Regions from separate parts of the Zea mays genome. Here region 1 is linked to region 2. A link is a contact called in public Hi-C data. All regions are on one chromosome and are shown on one strand. The core of a region is the stretch at or near the end of the contact, and the rest is flanking DNA. Distances in the headings are between cores, read along the strand shown.

Evidence for each region. A called contact is a pair of places that touch in the nucleus more often than the background predicts.
Region 1: a Hi-C map of leaf shows a contact between it and region 2, with 5 times the contacts expected there. The contact joins the promoter of LOC103642225 here to the promoter of LOC100273670 in region 2. A contact is called at or near these places in 4 of 25 Hi-C or Micro-C datasets (ear, endosperm and leaf).

Annotation. Positions count from the first base shown.
Region 1 is chr10:151,770,811-151,776,461 of Zm-B73-REFERENCE-NAM-5.0, forward strand. LOC103642225 (Increased DNA methylation 1) reads right to left here and starts at 1,659. Exons shown (of 11, transcript XM_035963591.1): 1 at 1,187-1,659; 2 at 1-1,071. The coding sequence starts at 1,023.
Region 2 is chr10:151,629,071-151,635,036 of Zm-B73-REFERENCE-NAM-5.0, forward strand. LOC100273670 (transportin-1) reads left to right here and starts at 4,138. Exons shown (of 31, transcript XR_002265647.3): 1 at 4,138-4,595.

The sequences.
Region 1 (5,651 bases), core at 409-2,908, 140 kb after region 2:
GTGTACCGCGCTGCTGCCGCATCCATGAACATCAATTTCATCCGGGCAACTAATATTCGCATCAGGCGTGCCTTCCTGGCAAATGGTGGTGCCATCGAGCTGGGTGAACTGACCAGGGCTGAACCAAATATGGGACTGATGAGGTATTGTTGGAGTACTATGAGCTTCTTCACTGTAACACAGATGCTGCTCTCTGTCAGGGAAATCCTTTGTACTTGCACATAGGGGATAAGTGGTGTCATCCATCTGGCCTTGATCGTAAGAGAAGCATGCATTGGTAGGGAATTGCTGCTGCTCCTGGAACCACTGATGCAAAAAGGGATCTGGAAGGAGAGTGGCACTCTGGAATTCAGAAATCTCCGCTAGCGCTTCTATGAAGGAAGGCATGGGGTCATCAACCGCGCTAGTGCTGCTGCTGCAGCCCAGCCCGGGAGCATTGCACATCCCAGCTCCAATATCTTGCGCGTGCACATCCAAATCTGCGCCGACGAATGGGTGTTGGTCATCGGATAGGCCGAGCAGATGGATCGCGTGCTTATCCCCAGGCTGCCAGGAACCCATGAATCTGTGCATGAACGCAGCATCATCCAGCTCGGTCCCGTTTTGCTGCGCACGAGTGTGCGCGTGCTCCTGAACCTGGGGGTGAAGGTCGTGGCGAGGTCCATAGTTTGGCTGGCTACGATCCATTGTGAGCTGTGGATCAGCAGTGGCAGCGGCAGCAGGCTGCTGCTGCTGCGCATGGGAGACAAATGGAGAGGGCGAGGTCTCCGTGGCCTTGAGGTGGGCAGCGGCGGCGCTGGTGTGGACGAATCCAAGGTCCATCTCGGTGGGCAGATGGGTGGTGGCGGCGACGTTATGGGCGGCCCCGCAGAAGACCTCCTTGAAAACCTGAAGCTCCATGAGGGATCTGTCGAAGGCGCCGTGGTCCTCCATTCCCATGATGTCTTCGCCGAAGATGAAGCGCATGGCGTCGTCCTCCTTGAAGCCCAGCATGTCCTCCGCGTGGCCTCTCCCGGCGGCCATGGTAGTGGTAGTGGTAGCTAGCAGCTAGGGTAGGGACTAGGAGGGAGCCTGCAGAGTAAAAGCGGAGAGCGGAGTGAGAAGCTAAAGCTTGGTCGGTGACGCCTGACGCGGGGAAGAAGGATGTGAGATCCAGCCATTCCAAGGCAAGTGGTAGTAGATGTACCTGAGCGAGATGGGCGGTCGGGTCGGGGAGGCAGCGGGAGCGGAAGCGGATTGTGTGGCCGGATCCAGAGGGCGGCGGCAGCTGAATCTCGAGTAGCCTGCGCTGGATCGAGACGAGAGAATAGTGGTTGGGGATGAGCGGGCGGAGCAAATCGGGGGCGAGATCCGAGGCGAGCGAAGAGGGGTGGGCGCTCCGCTCCGGCGAGGAAAATCGAGGGTCCGGGACGGCGGCTTGGTAGCTGAGTGCCGGCGGCGACGGGGCGGGCGTCTGGACTCTGTATGGGAGTGGAGCAAAGGCAAGCAAGCTGCTGCAGTGGAGGGTGGAGCTGGACAAGACGAGAAGAGGTCAAGCAAGCCAGCCGATAGCTAAAAGCCGCAAAGGAGACCTGCATCCTGCATCTCTTGCTCGTTTGAACATTTTGCCTCCAAAACCAAACACCAAAAAACCAAGTCTAGCACTTTTCCTTTTTTATCAAATCAAACAAGGAGAAGACTACCCCTTCTATAGCTTCAGCTTGCATTTTTTGTCTGCTATGTTTACTAAGTACATTTTTATTTTTATATTTGAAAATATTCAAAAATTTAAATCGATACCCCAAACCTAAAAATATTACAGAAATAGGTGTATGTCGCTGCTCTAGTGGGTGGCAGTGATCTAATTGTATCCACCCTTACTATTCTAATTTAGTAATTTTAAAAAACGGACATATATCCTTTAGGCCATGTGCACTCATACTATTCTAATTTAGTGCTTAAAAGTAAAAAAAATCCACACCAACAAAATTCTCTACCCTATACTATAATTTACCGCAGTCATGTTTACTCATACCAACCTTATATCAGCTATTATATATTATATCATTTTTTTCATCTACCACCGCACCTTCTTCAATTGTTCCCGCGCTTGAGGACAAGTTAGAGTACCTGCCGTATCACGTTGTATGTAAGACTATCTTCAACAACTTACACATCATCATACTCGTATTTAAACTTTACTCTGTGAACTATGTAGTATACAGTGTAGAACAATGCAAAAACGGTGTTTTGGGTTGTCGGGGACCATAATTAGGGGTACCCCCAAGACTCATAATCTCAGCTGGTAAACCCCATCAGCACAAAGCTGCAAAGGCCTGATGGGCGCGATTCAGGTCAAGGCTTCGTCCACTCAAGGGACACGATTTCGCCTCACCCGAGCCCAGCCTCGGGCAAAGGCAGCCGACCCAGGAGGATTCACGTCTCCTCCGAGGATCCCCTCAAGCAACGGACGCACCTTCGATTCGCCCGAGGCCCAGCTCGGGCAGGCTTCGCGGAGAAGCAAACTTGGCCAGATCGCCACGCCAACCGACCGTATCGCAGGAGCATTCAATGCGAGAATCGCCTGACACCTTATACTGACGCGCGCTCCTCAGACGACAAGGCCGAAGTGACCGCAGTCACTTCGCCCCTCCACTGGCTGACCTGACAGGAAAACAGCGGCGCCTGCGCTGCTCCGACTGTTGTGCCACCCGTCAGGGTGAGGCTGACAGCCGTCAAGACCGGCCTCAGGCACCATAGGAAGCTCTGCCTCGCCTGACCCCTAAGCTCGGACTCAGCCTCGACTCCGGAAGCCGGTCTCTGCCTCGCCCGACCCTAGGGCTCGGACTCCACCTCGACCTCGGAAGACGGACTCCGCCTCGCCCGACCCCAGGGCTCGGACTCAACCTCGACTCCGGAAGGCGGTCTCCGCCTCGCCCGACCCCAGGGCTCGGACTCAACCTCGACCTCGGACGACGGTCTCCGCCTCGCCCGACCCCCGGGGCTCGGACTCAACCTCGACCCCGGACGACGGTCTCCGCCTCGCCCGACCTCGGGCTCGGACCGACCACGTCACAAGGGGGGGCATCATTACCCTACCCCTAGCTAGCTCAGGCTACGGGGAACAAGACCGGCGTCCCATTTGGCTCGCCCCGGTAAACAAGTAATGATGGCACCCCGCGTGCTCCATGACGACGGCGGCTCTCAGCCCCTTACGGAAGCAAGGAGACGTCAGCAAGGATCCGACAGCCCCGACAGCTGTACTTCCACGGGGCTCAAGCGCTCCTCCGACGGCCACGACATCACATGAACAGGGCGCCAAAACCTCTCCAACAGCCACGACGGCACGTACATAGGGCTTTGGCTCCCCTTTGCTAGACACGTTAGCACATTGCTACACCCCCATTGTACACCTGGGCCCTCCTTACGCCTATAAAAGGAAGGTCCAGGGCTCTCGTACGAGGGGGTTGGCCGCGCGGGAGAACGGGCCGACGCACAAGGCTCTCTCTCTCTCCCACGCGAACGCTTGTAACCCCCTACTGCAAGCGCATCCGTCCTGGGCGCAGGACAACACGAAGGCCACGGTTTCCCCTTACTGTTTTCCCCCCTTTTGTGTTCCGTCTCGCGCCGACCCATTTGGGCTGGGACACGCAGCGACAATTTACTCGTCGGTCCAGGGACCCCGGGGTCGAAACGCCGACAGTTGGCGCGCCAGGTAGGGGCATGCTGCGTGTTGACGAACAACTTCCCGTCAAGCTCTAGATGGGTAGTCTCCAGCAACCACTCCAACCCGGGACGGTGCTCCGTTTCGGGAGTCTTGAGTTCATGTCCCTCGACGGCAGCTACGACATGATACTCCTTCCTCCGCTGCGCGACAACGACAATTGCGGCCGTCAGCCCGCCCGCCGGCGGCAGAATCGACGACGTCTTCCCCACGTGGCGGAAGAGCAACATCCGGGTTTGTCCCGTCACCTTCCCCGCCGACGGAGAAGGAGGCGGGGCAAGCATGACCAAGCAGGAGGCGGCACCTCATCGGCTGTCGAGCGAGTCGACGGTGTCGGCGCCCCAACGGGGGACACGTCGGGCGTTGACCTCGCGTCTGAGACGAAGACGAGCGTTGTTTCCCCGCAACACGCCAACCCCAAGCAGACGGACGACGCCAGCACGCTCGCGAAGGACTTGCTGGGCGTTAGCCTCGTACCTCAGACAACGGTGCAGTCCGTCCCTGACGCGACTTCGTCACCACCCGTCGATCAAGAGGTACCGTCTGTTTCTCATCCCATGCCTTTTAGATTCAGCTGCGACCCACCAAGCGACCCCGCTTCGGTGGATGCTTTCATAAAGGCATATCCAAACCCTCCGGGGTATCATATGCGGTCAACCTGGGACCGACTGACGGCTGTCTCGACCTACGGGCCTCTGGGTTCCGAGGAAGATGACGAGCCCGACTCTGGTTGGGATTTCTCCGGGCTCGATAACCCCAGTGCCATGCGGGACTTCATGACCGCATGTGACTACTGCCTCTCCGATTGCTCCGATAGTAGCCACAGCCTTGGCGACGAGGACTGTGGCCCAAGTCACGAATGCTTCCACGTCGATCTAGGGGGTCTCGACGAAGGCAACCATCTTGGTATGCCGGAGGACGGTGATCCCCCTAGGCCTGCGCCTCGCGTTGACATCCTTCGAGAGCTAGCTGTGGTCCCAGTCCCTGCGGGGGGTCAGGACGCACAGCTCGAGCAAATCCGCGAGATGCAGGCCAGGCTCAACGAGGAAGCAGGATAACTTGTGCAGCTTCGGCAAAATATCGGGCAGGAGTGGGCAGGCCGAGCACCGGCCGGAGAAGCGCGACATCTGGCCCAGGACGTCTAGCACCGCATTGCCGACGACGCCAGGGCAAGGTAGAAAAGCTCTGCCTCCCGAAGGCAGGGGTACCAGAACCTGGCTGCAGCAGCGATACTACTCCGAGCGATGTCGGAACCAACCACCACCGAGGGGCGACGTATCCAGGGAGAGCTCAAGAATCTCCTGGAAGATGTCGCGGTCTGACGGGCCGAAAGCTCTGCCTCCCGAAGGCAGGGGTACCCCCCGGAGCATCGCGTCGCGACTTCCCGATTCATGCGGGAAGCCTCGGTCCACACCGGGCGCACGCGAAACACAGCGCCTGCGGCCCCGGGACGCCTCGGCAACGAGCACCGTCGCGACCGTCGAGCCCACCTCGACGAGAAGGTGTGCCAAGGCTACCACCCTAGGCGTGGGGGACGCGACGACAGCGGGGAGGATCGGAGCCCCTCGCCCGAACCACCCGGTCCGCAAGCTTTCAGTCGGGCCATACGACGGGCGCCGTTCCCGACCCGGTTCCGAACCCTGACTACCATCACCAAGTACTCAGGGGAGTCAAAGCCAGAACTGTGTCTCGCGGACTACCGGCTGGCCTGCCAGCTGGGTGGGACGGACGATGACAACCTCATCATCCGCAACCTTCCCCTGTTCCTCTCCGACGCCGCCCGAGCCTGGCTGGAGCATCTGCCTCCTGCGCAGATGTCCAACTGGGACGACCTGGTCAAAGCCTTTGCCGGCAACTTTTAGGGCACGTACGTGCGTCCTGGGAACTCCTGGGATCTCCGAAGCTGCCGCCAGCAGCCGGGAGAATCCCTCCGGGACTACATCCTGCG
Region 2 (5,966 bases), core at 2,888-5,387:
AATTCTTTCAGCCTTCGGTGTTGCAGTCAGCTCTTCAGTTTTCTGCGCAGGTATAGGTTTTTTGGCTTCGGTAGCCGAAGAAGCCTCACCGACAAACTCGGGCACTATGGCCGGTTCAATAAAGCGCGGTCGGTGAGTAAGGACTTTTACCCTTTTCCTCTTCGGCACAGGCTCGCTTGGAGCAGACGAAGCATCGTCTTTCCCGGAAGTTGCTTCTTTTCTCTTTCGCCCCCGTAGAGGGTAGCGGTAGTTAGGGTACATAAACCCAATAGCATCAAAAACTCGGTTGAATCTTTTCTTCTTTCGGCCTCCGAAAGCCGCGGATAACGCAGTATCTTCTGCCTTTGAGTATGGCCCAAGCAATTCATCGCTTGTAGCTTCAATACATTTCAGCCAATCATCATCTGGCTCGACAAATTTACCCTCGTATCTGAAGGTGAACTTCATCCTAACCAGCCCACCTTCGTCAGGCTTGGTGATAGTTTCCTTTGGCATTTCCCACTTTTCTACAAGTGGTCAAACTCTGAAGGCTATGTGCTCTTGGACTAAATCCCTCATTCCGATGAAAGAGTAGACTACGCCGAAAGCCCTCTAGCATTCTTCGACTACTTCGTCAACATTCACCTTCAGTTTCCGGAGTCCGAAGCGCTGCCAGATAGGGCGCATGATGACATCTTTAATATCTTCTCGTGCCTTCAAATCGTTTTTCACATAGAACCATTCCTTCATCCAGTCCCCGGGCCATCTCTTCCGAAAAGTCGGCACGGGACAGCTTGACCCAGAGCGAGCACCGAAGCTATAACAGCCAAAATTGTTATGATATTGCTCTTTATCCCAGGGTTTTGTCTCATATACTAGCTCATGTATATTGCAAAAGCTTTTTGTATTTGGCTCCAAGCCCTGGCTCCTCACGGCCCAGACGAAGATTCCCATTCTTATGATTGCTTCGGGCGTAATTTGATGAAGGTAGATTTGATAAATCTTTAAAACCTCAACCACAAATTTGCTTAATGGAAACCGAAGCCCAGCTTTAAAAAAGCTTCGGAAGATCACAACTTCATTCTCTTCGGGAGTAGGCACAGTCCTCTCTCTGTCATCAGCCCTTACAATAGACATGTCCCGAAAATATCTTCCCCTCATATTATCGAGATGACTCTGTTTAATAGCTGATTTTCCAAAAGCTGCATGACTTGGTCGCCAGGGTCGATCTTCGGAGTCTTCTCCACCACTTTCCACATCATAACTGTCACTATCACCAGTGTCTTCAGATAAACCTTCTAAAATCTCCCTAGTAATCTTCTCTGTATTTGTCTTTGCTATCGATTCAATAAAGCCCAGATTCTTCTCCTCAGAAAGGCTCAGTTTCATTTCGGCAACAACTTTCTTTTCCTGAGACATCCCTTCGAAAATGCTGAAAATGTGCTCTTAGGGCCGAAGCTAAAAATCTAGAAAGCTGGTCAAGTGTTTGTGGGCAAAGAGCTGTTTGAGCAGGCAAAGCAAATGACAAGAAGGCGTGCCAAATGAGCTCGCGGTAGTAACATATTTATACACCCAGGGCATTGCAAGTGGGAGGGTTCCGCTTGCCATTGATTGTTGCTATTCTAGCAAGAGGAAGGTGTTTTTTCGGACCTTCGGCTTAGGGCCTTCGTCCATTTCGTAATCTGAATTTATTATCCTAACAAATTAATATTGCGAGCGGCTACTGTTGGGGGCCTTCGGCTTCCGAAGGTCCTCAAAAACGTGATTTGACAATGTTTCTGGAGTGTAATACATGAACAGGTACCTTCGGACATGGACCCTTCGGATATGTCAAAATCACTGTATGAAGAAACTCAAGGAGAACGAAGGATGAAACAGAGCCGAAGCTGTGTGCGAGGAAGCTTCGGCATGTTGGCAGAAAAGAGGAAACCGACCTAAAGAGGAAAAGACTATCTAGACCCCGATAAATTACTATAGAGTTATTATCAAATGCAAAGGGTCTGGATGTAATTTTACATAGGCTGCGACCCGTGTCTATAAATAGGTGAACAATACTCCCGTACTGTTCACGCTGACTTGGCATTTGCTTTTGCGTCACACTTGTACTTTTGATCTCTTTCAAGCCGAAGGTACACTTGTAATTTAATGTCATTTCTATTCTATGTTAATAAAATAGAAATGAGTTAATAATGATATATAAATGTTCATGATATCTTTCGTACTTCATGCGTTTAACATTTTCACTATCATATGCCGTAATGATGAATGTATGTCCTTCATGACCTTCGTCCGAAAATCATTATCTCTCAAGGGAAATAATGCTTCAAAGGACGAAGGGCTTTAATATTTAACATTTTCTGTGTTGCCTTCTTCTTAACTTGTAGCATTTGAGAACAAGTCCCCAACAATACCGAATTGCATAATTATCTACACAGTGTGGCATATTTTGTATCAGTATATATCATAAAATGGTCATTACGAGTATAGCTGCATGGCTGTTGCAGCGATCCTAAATTTATGGAGGAAATAAAACATTTAAAATAGAAACCGCCACACATATCTTTCCTAAATTTACGCGCATGCAAGGGAACGTGTTTGACTCATGCATACATTTTGCCATAATTTTTGGATCTGTATAACCACATGCATGCGACTGCCATGTTTTTCGGATCTGCCATAAAAATAGGATCGTAATAACAACCTACTAGAACTATCAACCTCTCACATTGTCTCAGTATTTACGCTTATAATTGAAGGATTTTATGCTCAAAACTTAAGGTTATTACGCTCCAACCCGGAGATGCGTCCACCAGTGAACAACATGCCAGATTTTTTACGCAGTGTAACGAATTGCATAAATAGCTACACCATATAGTATAATTTATATCAATATATATCATAAACTAGATCTAATGTGTTTAGCTGCATGGATGTTGGAGGGATCCTATATTTATGAAGGAAAGAAAACATTAAATACGATTTTTTGTTTCTATGCGTGCAATTCATTTCCTTTCATTGCACATTATTTTCATCGTAAATTCATGTGCATGCAGCTGGTAACAGATTTTTACGCAGTATACTGAATTGCATAATTATCTACACATGGTAGCATATTTAGTAGCAGTATATATCATAAAATGGTCCTTACGAGTCTAGTTGTATGGCTGTTGCAGCGATCCTAAATTTATGGAGGAAATAAATCATTTAAAAATAGAATCCGCCACACATATTTTTCCTAAATTTATGCGCATGCAAGAGGACGTGTTTGACTCATACATGCATTCCTTTTTTGCGTGCACAGACGTGGGCGCGGGTGGTGCAATCGACAGCCTGGTCCAATCGGTGCGCTGAGTTGAAATATATATATATATATATATATATATATATATATATATATATACACACACACACACGAGACGAGGGCAAAGCACACGGACAGGCACGTACGGTGGCAAACGGATTTGGGGGAAGTCGAACTGCGAACAGGAAACAGGAACGACGGTAAATGGATCTGTGGCTGGCGAGCGCTGAACACTAAACGATTCGACGACTCCCAACGAAAGGACGACGACTGTGACGGAGGAACGGCGAGGACGGACCTGGCAGCGACTGTGAGGCACCGACGACGACGAAGACGCAGGCGGAGGAGCTGCAACCGCGTTGGAGCAGGCACAGGCGTGGGCCCCGGCCACCGGATGCCAGCGCCTCTCCCGGAGATGTCGGCGCGTGTCGCCATGACCACGCCCACACACGGGGACGGATGTGGAGGCGAGCTGCGTCGGAGATCTGAGAGACGGCGACGGATGCGAAGGCCAGATGCGTGCGTGGGGAGCTGTTTCCAGAGGCCAGATGCCGTGCGGAGGTGAGACCAGAGGCCGGACAACTGTCATGTGGGGACGACCGGGCGAGCGTGCAGCGCGACCAGGCTGCGAGCGTGACACTGCACATCTGTGATAGAGAAGCGTCCGCGTGGTGCACTGGTGCGTGTACGTGTCGGCAAGCGAGAGGACTGTGGCGCGGGAATGCGGAGAGAGGCCGAAACGCGAGCGCGTTTTAAGACTTTAGATATATATTATTTCGGACTCATATTCCTGGTTGTAACCTGGTTTATATAATTTTGTAATAAATATTTATACTATACCCTTTAATTTCTGTAATGTGTATAGTTTGTATTTTGCAAAAGAAGAAAAATCCGCTACGTACAAGTCGACCGAGTGAGGAAGTTGAACTAATTGCCGAGCGAAGAAGCAAAAATCATATCAATAGCCATAGAAGCACATCATTAGTCTTGCGCTTTTCACTAGTTTGGATTCGGACTTCCTGAGCTCCGCCGATTCCTTCCTCCTCCACCTCCTCTCCTCCCCCAGCCGCCGCCGCTGCTCATCTTATCTTTATCTCATCCCCATCGCCCGCCCTTGCTCCGCCCCCGGGAATCGTCGATGGCGGCGTCGGCGTTGTGGCAGCCGCAGGAGCAGGGGCTCCGCGAGATCTGCGCCCACCTGGAGGCGCATATCTCACCCAACTCTGACCAGGCCCGCATCTGGCAGCAGCTCCAGCAGTACAGCCAGTTCCCCGACTTCAACAATTACCTACTCTTCATCCTGGCCCGCGGAGAGGTGATCCGTCCTTTCCTCCTAGTGCCAGCTTCATCTCAATCGCTCGCTAGCTTCTTCCGATAGCCACGCCGTCAGCAAAACCTAGGATTTTTTTCGATGATACTAGAGACTTCGAAGCTTCTTGTTTGACTCCATAAACCCCTAGGTCGCCATTGGAGTTTTAGCGCTTATATCGCACGTGCTAACTTCTAATCCAAATCGATATTGATATCCTGGTGTTTTAGCGTGGAAAATAATAACGTACGTCATGCGTGCTATTTGTGTGCACACAAAGGCGGAAAAGATGCTCTGGCAATCAAGCTAAAATTTCAGTGCCGACATAAGGCTATACCTACCCGTGTAGCATTTCAGCTTCATTCGCTGGTAATTTAAACAGTCATGTTGTGGCGTCTGAGGTTCAAATAGGGCTTAGGGCATGTACAACCCTGAGACGATGGTTCTGTCTAAGTAAAAGAGACACTTAAGAGACTCTGTGATACAACCTTGAGCACCTAGACCATAAATGCAGTCGTCTTTTGTATTTTTTCATCAAACCCCTTAAGAGACTCCATATTAAATGGGGTTGTACATACCCTTAGGGTCTGCAGATATGTGCCGATGGACTGTGCAAAATACTGTTTTGCACTGTTGAAAATGTCAATGAATCTAGGCGCGTGGTGGCAACTCCAGCTTGTATAAGTCCAAGATTTCCTCTCCCTCCTGAATTCTGATCCTACTACCATACCCAAAAGCTTCATAAACCGCCTCAAAACCTGCACTTAGACTATCTCCAGCAGACTTCCTATCTCAAACTTCACTCTGTAAACAGTGCAATCTATTGTGCAAAACAGTGCTTTGCACGACCGTTTATATGGCCTGCTGGAGATGGCCTTATTGTACCTACATGCCCATTGAGGTCCCTCCTACGAAAAACTTCTCACTTAATAGGTATAACTCCAACCATGCCATCTATGCTTCCTAGAAAAGTCACTTAGCACTCTTATCGTGGCCTACTTGGGGGCATTCACACTAATTACGTTCAAGACCAAATCATCCACGACAATCTTGACTAAGGTAATCCTATCTCCTTAGAGCAACTCCAACAGCCTAGGTATAAATCCTAGCTAAATATAGAGTTTTGAGGGCTGTTTAAAAAGATAGATAAGTTCCTATGGATAGATGGATCCAACAAACTCTCCAATTTTAGATGATGATCGGAAACTGTCAACAACCCAACGCAGTACCGTTCCCTTTTTGGCGCAAGATATTTCAGGGTCACAGGCGTTGAGATCGTTCGTTGGCGGCGCTGGGTTCTTGACTCCCGTGCAGTTTCTAGGTACGTTTCGTTCCTAGCTCTGGTGTGCACATACGGCCGATTGCATAAAGGCACAC